Regions from separate parts of the Rattus norvegicus genome. Here region 2 is linked to region 1. Evidence: chromatin contacts called from public Hi-C data. All regions are on one chromosome and are shown on one strand. Each heading gives the region's core, a stretch centred on a gene start, on an enhancer-like site or on the middle of the called end of the contact. The rest is flanking DNA. Distances are from core to core; before and after follow the strand shown.

Region 1 (4,657 bases), core at 1,258-3,757:
AGCAGCAGGCAAAGTCATTAAAAGTGCTCACCAAGCCCTCGTGGAATCGGTGATGCAGGGAATAAGGGAGGAACGGGGAAGGCAGAGGACTGTTGAGGCCACAGTGGAACTCGTGGAGACTTCTGCCTCCATTGCTTTCCAGAAGGTGAACAAGAAGCTGAGGCTTGAGGACCCCCTCCTAGTCTTGCCCCGTTGCCCCAGGTTCTGTTCCACCCAGCTCCCACACGGACATGCATGCCCATGTGAGGTCTGAGGGCCTCAGCTCTTTACCACCTGTGATGAGAACAGTTGTAGCTCCCTTAAGTTGGTTCCCTTGCTGGTTAAGGTTGCTGTTTTAAAGTCAGAAGGTGCAGTGTGAGTGAGTGAATGGATGAATGAATGAATGAATGGCCCCTCATATCTAGGGCTCTAAGGTCTGAGGGTTTATTGCTCATAAATGGAACCTCCGTGATGAGCTCTCGAAGCTCACCTGACACACCCGTCTGTGACCTCTGCCTGGCTTAGCCCCAGAGGAAGGGATGCAGAAAGGAACTTTCTACCAAGAACTGCCTTAAATCACAAATCCCTGCCCACCGGGAAGTCCTTCCCACCCATGTTTTCTTCCTCTTGAGGCCCCATCACCCACTCCGTACAAAAGAGAGGGCCTTGCAGAGAGCCGGTGACCAAACAGGTTCTCTCCCCTTCACTCTTGACTGTCTCCTCACCTATACTTCTATAATTCCATGGGTGCTGTATCTGCAGCTGGTCAGCTCACAACAGGTGGAGTACAGGCAGTCACCAACAGCTGAGCTGCGAGCTGTGTGTTCCCTGGCTGTGGCACTGTGTCAGGGTGGCATGCTTAGCTCAGACTACCTCTGCCTTTACCTGCTACCATCTGGAGATTAAGGCAGGTCACCCTGGGCAGACAGCTTCCCTGAATCTTTGTTTCCCTCACAACCCCATGGCACTGCTGTGAACAGAGCTCCTGCTGGGCTTGTATGTGAAGCCCTTGGGCACAGCCACCAGTCAGTGTGAAAGCCAGTGGACACACAGTGACAGCGATAGGTGACAGCTGTCTCGGATGAAGGAAAGGGAGAAGATGGGACGAGCCCCACACAGGCTACCGGGGAAGTGTCCTGGAGGACTGCACTCGGTCTGGGAGGGAAGCTCTGGAGTGCAGCTTCTGTGACCAGGCCAGGTGACACGCCTCAGGCAAGCCTGGAGAAGAGAAGCTGGAGAGCTGTGGAGAAAGTGTCAGATCCGGGCAGAAGCTGCACACTACCCATGACTGTGGAACCTGCAAACACCTTGATAAGGACTAGCCATTGTCAAGGGCACATAACCCGGGCTACCTCTGACCCCCACAGTCCCAGCCTCATGAGATTGATGGGCTCTGTAGAGGGCTGGCACTTGGAGCTGGAAGCCAGGCCAGGCTGGGCCACTGCATTCCCAGCTCCTGTCAAAGTTTCTTCTCTACATCCGTGTCCTCACTGATAACTTCCTGTGTGGCTCATACACAGCCTTGCCTCACCCTCAGGACAATACTGAGCTCTCCCACTACCTTGGCTCCTTACCCTTTCTGCCTTTAAATGATAGTTTTTCACTTGGCATCTACTGTATGTGGGCATGAACCAGGTGCTAGGAATGTTCCACATCAGGGCCCTCCCAGAACTTTCTCAGCTGGTCACAAGCCCAGAGGACAAGCCAAGCAGTCTCTAGTTCTGTGTCTTTGGTAGTGTTCCCTGGAGATCTGTGCAGATTTGGGACTCTGAGGAAGAAGTGGGCTAGGGGAAAGAATGCTGCAGTCCACTAGTGATGTCTGCCATGTGCACAGGAAGGGAAGAATGGTTCCTGCTCTCTGAGGAATCATCATCACCTAGCCAGGCCTATAACATGCTTTTGGCACTGCTGGATGCTATGCAGGGATGCATGGCCGTCCTGACCATGAGAAAGTAGAATCTAAGGCCTCAGTTAATCAGAACACCAGGTTTACAGCCTGGTTTTCTATGATGTCACACTATAAAACTCTGTCCCCTCTTTGCTTTGGCTGCTGGGAAGCTCAGAATGAAGCTTCATACATGCTCTTGGACAGCACAGTAGCCCAGGACACGAGTCCTTCTGTCATCTGCCCCTGTGGGCTCTTTATCCTCAGGCTCTGCATCCCGTGGAGCAAGCCGGACGCAAGTTATCAACTATAAATAAAACCAAGGCTTCCGTCCTGGCTTGCACTTGAGTTTCCTGGTGCATTTTTTTAAGTCCCTAGTCAACAGAGTTGGGGGGGGGACCTCCTAACGGAAGATTACATCACCATCAGCTGGCCTGAGGAACAGGCCCCAGCCCTGCAGGCGCGGGTGGACCCTGAATGCCCCCATTGTGAGGGGTAACTTCATCACACGAGTTCCACCGTGGTGGAGTCTCAAACGGGGTTCTGTGGTTTCTGCCCCTCTCAGGGGCACACACACAGGCAGCTGCGGTTGCTCTGCTTCCTTTCGAGCTGCAGTCCTGGCCACTGGCCAGTGCAAGTGACCACCCCTTCCACCCTGAGTCACCATCATTCTCAACTCTGATTCAAGTTCCTTTAAAGGGACAGCAGGGCCAGGAGTGGGAAGCAGTTCAGGGGAAGAGGCTCCGGGAGGGGGACAGAGACAAGAGGAAGCCTGCGGTACGCTGGCAGACGCCTGGATGAACGGGGTTTCCTGCCTCCCCCAAGCAAGTGGAGCCTGTGACTTCCCCAAAGTCTATAAAGCACAAAGAGGCTTTCCTCTCTGCCCTGCCAATCCTGGGGGCTCGGAAAGCAGGCTCGGGCTTGATGGGCCTCCCCGACGTGTGTCCTGCTTGATCCAAGTCCTTGTCACGTGCTTGCTGAGCTTTTAGCCATCTGCAACTCTCCTGCTGCCTGCCCTCTGTTCCGCATGAAGTCCTGTTTCCTCCTTGGAGGCTCACTGTTGTCTCCTCCCTGCCCAGCTTGGCTGGCACTGTAACCCCAACAGCACCCCAAGACCCTGCTTCCAATGCCTCCTGCAGTGCTGGTGGGGGATCCTATCTGGTCATAGCTCTTATCAATTCATTGCAGTTAGTGCCACCCTGCCAAGTGTCCTAGACAGACATGGGGAATAGGCACTTCTTCCCTGTCCAGATGGAGCTGGAGGGGTCACAGGAGCTGTGTAATGAACAGGTCATATTTGCAGGAACCACTGCTGGGGCCCTGGCTCCCGGGGCCAGGGGCAACGAGTCCAGCCTGTAGAAACTAAAGAATGTCCTTTTCATTTTTTTCTTTCCTTGTCTGTGACTCACACTTTCGTTTTGAAGTTCCTTCTGCTGTCTTTCCCCTGAGGTTATACAGTGGTCAAGGCAGAGCAGCAGGGCGTGGCCAGCGGCCGGAAGCCCAGCTGAAGTTTCATTCACAAAAAAACCCAAGGCCACAGGGCCTGGGGAGAAGGCTCATTGGGTTAAGTGCTTGCCATGCAAGGTGAGGGCTTTTGTTCAGACGCCCAGCAGTGTGCAATGGCAGGCCTCTAACCCCAGCCCTTGAGGGATAGAGATAGGCGGATCCCTGGAACTTGCTGGCCAGCTGGTCTAGCCATTTGGTAAGCTAGAGGCAAAGGTAGAAGGGTGGAGGCAGGAGGATCCCTGGAACTTGTTGGCTAGCAGTCTGGCAACCAAGTCAGTGAGAAATCCTGTCTGGAAAAATAGGGTGGCACACAAAAGACACCTAACAGTAACCTCTGACCTCACACACTGATGTGCATGCATGTATATTAGACAGAGAGAGACACAAAGGGAAAACACCCCCCTCCGATGAACAGATACACATCCATACACACACATACAGTGCATGTGTGTACATCAGACAGAGAGACACACAGAGGAACCCCCCAACACACACATATGCACAGATACTCAATCCATACACACACATACAACATATACACATACACAGAAAATGTAGACTGGTCCTGTGTCCTACTGAGGTTCCGTAGGCCCCGGCCCTGTTCCTGGTAGCTGGATGTTTGAAATTAACAAGAGTGATGGAAGGATTCTGGGGAAAAGGGAACCAACCTCATGCTTCTAGAAGGCCAGAGGCAATTTTAGTCTCCTCCTTCCACTTCTGCCTCACAAGTTGTCTCCTGGCTTGCCCTCCATAGAGGCTGGAACTGGGCTTGGACTGCTGTGGTTCCCATGCAGAGCTGGGAGACTGGGGTTGAGGTGGAATGGCCATCCTGTGCCTGGGCTAAGTAATCACCTTCTCTCCGGAGTCTGGAGGGGTAGGAAGATAAAGGGAAGAGTAAATGGAGGGGTCCTCAGTTCACGTTCTCCTCCCAGGAGTGACTTCTTGCTGTTTCAGGGTCCATGGGCGTCACTACCATGACGAGTGTTCATTCACCAAGGCTTCATGCTGACTCTTGGGTCGTCAGTGAGCATCTTAAGGCTCTGCCCCAGAGCTTCTGGTTCTAGCATCTGGGCCATTCACCAAATTACAGGAAAACAGAAAAGCCATCTCAGTCAAGAGAGGCCTAAGCTGGTGGTGAGGAAAGCTCTATGGAGGTATGAGTGTCTAAGAGGGCTTGGTGCTGGTGGAAGAGGGGGGTTGTGGTGTGGTGCGAGGAGATATTGGCCAAGGAAGAAGTGGGGAGGGGAGGCCAGGTCCAGGCACATGTAAGGCTCAAATGCATGTGAA
Region 2 (4,657 bases), core at 1,531-4,030, 130 kb before region 1:
CTTGGTCCCTAAGCTTTGATATCCATCTGAACTCGTGAACAAACTGCTGTTCCCACCCTTGATTCTGGCTCATAAGTCTGGGTGGGGCGTCTCTGTGCTGTACAAACCTGGGGACACGCTCTGAGAACGGCCATGTCCATCCTTCTCCATCCCTGGTGATCTCCGAAAGTTCCTGAGTCCTGATCCCTAAGCACTGTGTGACTTTACCTGAGCATGGACTCTGCAGAAGAGATCTTGAGATGGAGTCACAGTGGGAGTAGGGCCAGCCTCATAGAATGACTGGCGTCCCTGAGAGGCGGGACAGAAGAACACGGTGGAGATGAAGGTGGACCTGGAGTGATACAGGCATGTCTTGAGGGAGGCCTGGGAATCTGGAAGCCAGAGCCAAGGAAGGCTCCTCCCTGGGCCAGTTAGAGGGGTGGGGCCTGGATGTCAGCAAGCTTAGATGTCTGGCTTTGCAAGCTGTGAGGGGAGTCAGTCTGGTCTGAGTACTCAGGTCTGTGGGGGCCTGTCACAGAGGCTTGAGGCAGCCTCTGTGAGTGCGTCTTACCAGCAGCTCTGCTCTGCTGCTGGACTCTAGAACACTAGACTCCTGGGGTGGGACTGGAAGTCAGTACGGACAGAGTGGCCTAAGTGACAGCTCTTGACTGTCTCTATGTAGTGATCCAGGAACGCAGGTTCTGCTCACATTGGCTTGTCACTTTGTTCTGAAGCGACAGCATTGGTAGCTGCCTGAGCTGGGCTATGGATACCAGGGGGACAGAGGGCTGCCCTGAGGTGAATGCACACTGTCTTGAGCGGGAGGGGTTCACAAGCAGGCACGACTTCTTAGGTGAAGATTGTTCTAGCCGTCATGGGTTGGGTCAGCCTCTGGGATCTGTGGACCTCAGATAGATAGACCTATTTAATGGTGACTCTCAGGAGAGAGTATCTGGTGGTGGTGGTGGGGTTCTCCAGGCCAGGGTGCTATACTGGATCTGTCTCCCATTCCTTGTGTATAACTTAAGATTGACCTGACTGACCTCTGGATCTGTAGGCACTCTGGAGACCACAGCTCCTAAGAAAGGCTTTGTCTGGTGTGTAACATCTCTGGAAAATGCCTGTCAGAAGCCTGGCGTGACAAGGAAGCAAGGAAGGGTCTGCATTTCTAATGGGCTCAATGGCCAGTGGGGACCTGGCTCTGCTCTCTACTCGTCACACAGTTTGGGGTCTCTTTGACAGCACCTCCTTCCCTCTGCGTCTGTACAAAGGTGCTCTGTCCTGTGTGCACCTGTCTCAGTGAGCATTCTAAGCTGTGTCCCTCCCACAGGTGAGGTGTGCATGGGGACAGCTGGCACCTGTGTGCAGACCCAGATGCCACCAAGCCTCCACTGGGGCCTGCAGTGGGCTGGTGTCACTGGTACCTTGTAAACTCACAGGGTGCCCAGACTTGTCTTGGGTAACGGGATGTGTGTCCTTAATAGGGTCCAGCTGGTAGTATCAACTGGTGCCCATAGGTGTTTTGCATACAGGTGAGGGCCTGTGGCAGGCACAGGTTGTCCAGGAGACAGGCCCGGATGGAAGGAGTCCCAGACCAGGACACCTGAAATCCCTGCTCAGGCCAGCAGAGGGCAGCAGAGCTCCAGTGGCGGTGAGCGGATCCTGTCCCAGAACCCTTGCCTCCTCACACTAAGGCTAGGCTGGTGTGTCCCAAATGCTCTTCCTTACTATTTCCATACAGGCTTCCTTCCCATCTGGACAGCTTTCCTTGACTCCAAGGCCCATGTGCTTTGTCCTCTCTACTGTGGCCTTCTTCCACATCTGAATGTGTGCATCCTGTGTGGGACAGGAGTGTGTCTCCAGGGCTGTCCTGGGGCCACAGTCAGCATTTTCTGAGTGCTCTGCAGCTGGCCTCCGTAGATATGCAGATCATTCCTGCCTCCTCTCCCGGCCTGGCTTGCCCCTTGGTGTTCCTCTTGTCTGATGTGGTGTGTAGTTAGTGGTTTTCTATTATGATTTTCTCTGGCTTGAATGTGAGCCCCACCAGGATAGAGGTGTGTTTTGCTTCTGGCCAAGTCTCAGGTGCTCAGGGAGGGACTGGCATATAGAAAGATGCCCAGGAGGCATCTGGTGGGCAGACTGATAGACGGATGTCACTTCTGGGCCAGCCACATGGTTTCCACTGTGCCCCTGAGCTGCCAAGCAGTCCAGTTTGGGGTGCAAATCTGGCCATGTTCTGACGTATCTTCTGTCCTCTACGGACATTGAAGAGGGTAGAAGGCACCAGAATCTGAATGGGAAAATGGCTGACCTTGGGCTGGGCCAGTGTTGGGACAGACTCTGGGGTGACGGTGGCCACCTTGGGGACTCTGTCATGTGCAGTTTAACGTGCACACATGATTATCCTTATTTGACAGGGACTGAGGCTCAGATCTTTACACACCTTCCTCACCTTAACACCCCCCTCCTGTGTGCATCAGGGCTGAAGCCTCCAGAAACCAACTTGGTACTAGAGAGACGGTGATGGTGTTGCTGATGTGGTAGGCAGCTCACACTTGGCAGGGAGAGGAGGGGGAAGGGAGGGGAGGGAGAAGGAGAGAAGGAGGGAGACGGGGAGGAGGAGGTGTGAAGTCACTGCCTCCCTCCGGCTCAGAGTTCATGGCCCAGAGAGCCCAAAGCACTGCTCTAATCAGTTACCTTCAGCATTTTTGTGAGATGCCAGGAATGTGTCTGGGGGCACCAGGGACTGGTTGGCCTTGCTTTCCCCTGGCACATAAACTACCACATAACTAAAGGGCAGGGACTCCTCGTGACCACGGCATGCAGGGCGGTGATCTCTGCTCCAGCCAGTGGTGGTGGCTGGTGGCCAATGGAGGGGAACTCCAGGCCAGGCAGGAGTCAGGGTGGTAAGGCCCTCCTCCAAGTCCACTAAGGTGGACTACTGGCTTCTGTTGTGTTTCCCCTCGTCCCTCAAGTGGTCAGTAAAGTGGCAGGGATGGAGTCCTCGTGTTGGGCAGCAGCTGATCTGTAAGTTCCCTCCCCAAACTCAGGGTGATGGGAGCTGTCCTGACCTCCTGGAGTAGCTGCTTCGAGGCCAAGCTGGCTGCATGGTTTCACACTGCAAAGCCCCACCTTCCCATTCTGAAGCCTCAAGACCAAGGTCAAGGTGGGCTGGTGCCTCTGGGCTGGTACAGGGAAGAGTCTTCCTAGTTTTTCGGGTTGCTGATGTCACGTTGTTGCTGTGACATGACAAAAGTGACTTAAGGGAGGAGGAAGTCACTGTGATTCACAGTTTGAAGGGATACAGCGGTCATCATCCCCCACCCCACCCCACCGCCCACCCTATGAGGAAGCAGAGAGGAGAGCGCTGGTGTTCAGTTCATTTCTCCTTTTCATTCACTCCAGGACCCTCAGCCATGTGACGATGCCACCCACATTCGGGGCGGGTCCCCCTCAGTTAAACCTCTCTGAATGCCCCTTCACAGACACATTGATAGGCGAATTTGAATCCAATCAGGCCGCTGATGAAAGCTGAATCCACATATTGGGTTACTCCTGCCCCCCATCCCCCATGTTGTTGTCTCCTCTTCATCTTCCCAGTGTGCCTACCTCCTCTGGCAAGGATGCCACTGCTGGGCTTAGGACACACCGTATTCCAATATGACCCCAGCTGGCTGGCACGCCCACAAAACCCTGACTAACCAAACCTACGGGGTAGGCACGCTTGGCTTAGCACGGGCATTTTCTCTGACCAGTGGCATCTACTTGTGGAGAGGTCCTCTGGCCTCACATAGGGACTGCCTGCCCCCGGGGCTGTTCTGAGTGGACAAGCGCTAGGTGTGGCAGATGGGAGTGGGGAGGAGGGGAGAGGAGGAAGCAGGACAGGGTAGCTGTGGCAGCCCTTCTCAGCCCCAGCCTGCCTCATACCTCGTGGCGGTTTGGCCTCTATGAAGTTTGTCATATACGATGATGGGGACAGATTTCTCTCTATCAACCCAGCCAGTTGCTGGTTCATAACGTTAATTGTCCCCCCCCCTGGGGGGGAGAGGAGGTCAGCTTCTTCAGAGGAGACCCAAGGGTCAGTCTTGGCTCTTCCCTCTGTCAGGTGGTTCCCATGCTTTTTGTACTTTGAGTAGTTCTCTCAGATGACAAATAGGAACTATCCCTCCTCTGAGTATCTACGGGGCCTCCTGAAGACAGCCTTACTTTCTCTGGAGACCTGCTCTTCCTCATGGTGTCCCACGAGTACCCAAGATGAATCTGGCCACTGCCTCAGTCTCCTGATCTGGCATAGATTTGGGGCTTGTCCTGGCTGCAGCTCACAGGGTCATCCTGTCAACAACACACAGGGCCACTGTCCCTGCTGTCATGGCAGCCAGCAAGCCAGGGGACCCAGGAATGGTGATTCCGAAAGGCTGTTCCAGTTTTCATATGGTGGGGAGACCACCCTGGATGAGTCTAAGACCACGACACCCAGCCCTTAGGTTACGCCGTTAACAGCAGGCGTTTTCTTGTGTCGAACTCTCTTCTGCCTGAGCTCCCTGTGCCTGTATGAGCAGTGCCATGTCAGTTGGCAGGGCTGTGAACTTTGTAGCTTCCCTGTTTCCTTAGTCTGAGCCCCTTTGTCACAGAGCTAATGATCCCCAAAGCAGTCGGAGAGTATCCCTAGGGAGTGCCC

Evidence for each region. A called contact is a pair of places that touch in the nucleus more often than the background predicts.
Region 2: a contact with region 1 is called in a Hi-C map of the A7r5 cell line, with 5 times the contacts expected there. The contact joins two enhancer-like sites. A contact is called at or near these places in 11 of 12 Hi-C or Micro-C datasets (the A7r5 cell line, the Rat2 cell line, Schwann cells and 6 more) and 1 of 1 datasets of contacts at active chromatin or transcription factors (oligodendrocytes).

Annotation. Positions count from the first base shown.
Region 1 is chr1:209,699,606-209,704,262 of GRCr8, reverse strand. No RefSeq gene overlaps it. Among named protein-coding and RNA genes, the nearest start is that of Smim38, 99 kb to the left of the region's middle. Within about 2 kb of position 2,507, at least 56 of the 93 cell types and tissues checked have an H3K27ac peak or open chromatin away from gene starts, as enhancers often do. A contact at or near this core is called in the A7r5 cell line, where this site is marked.
Region 2 is chr1:209,832,039-209,836,695 of GRCr8, reverse strand. No RefSeq gene overlaps it. Among named protein-coding and RNA genes, the nearest start is that of Smim38, 33 kb to the right of the region's middle. Within about 2 kb of position 2,780, at least 6 of the 93 cell types and tissues checked have an H3K27ac peak or open chromatin away from gene starts, as enhancers often do. A contact at or near this core is called in the A7r5 cell line, where this site is marked.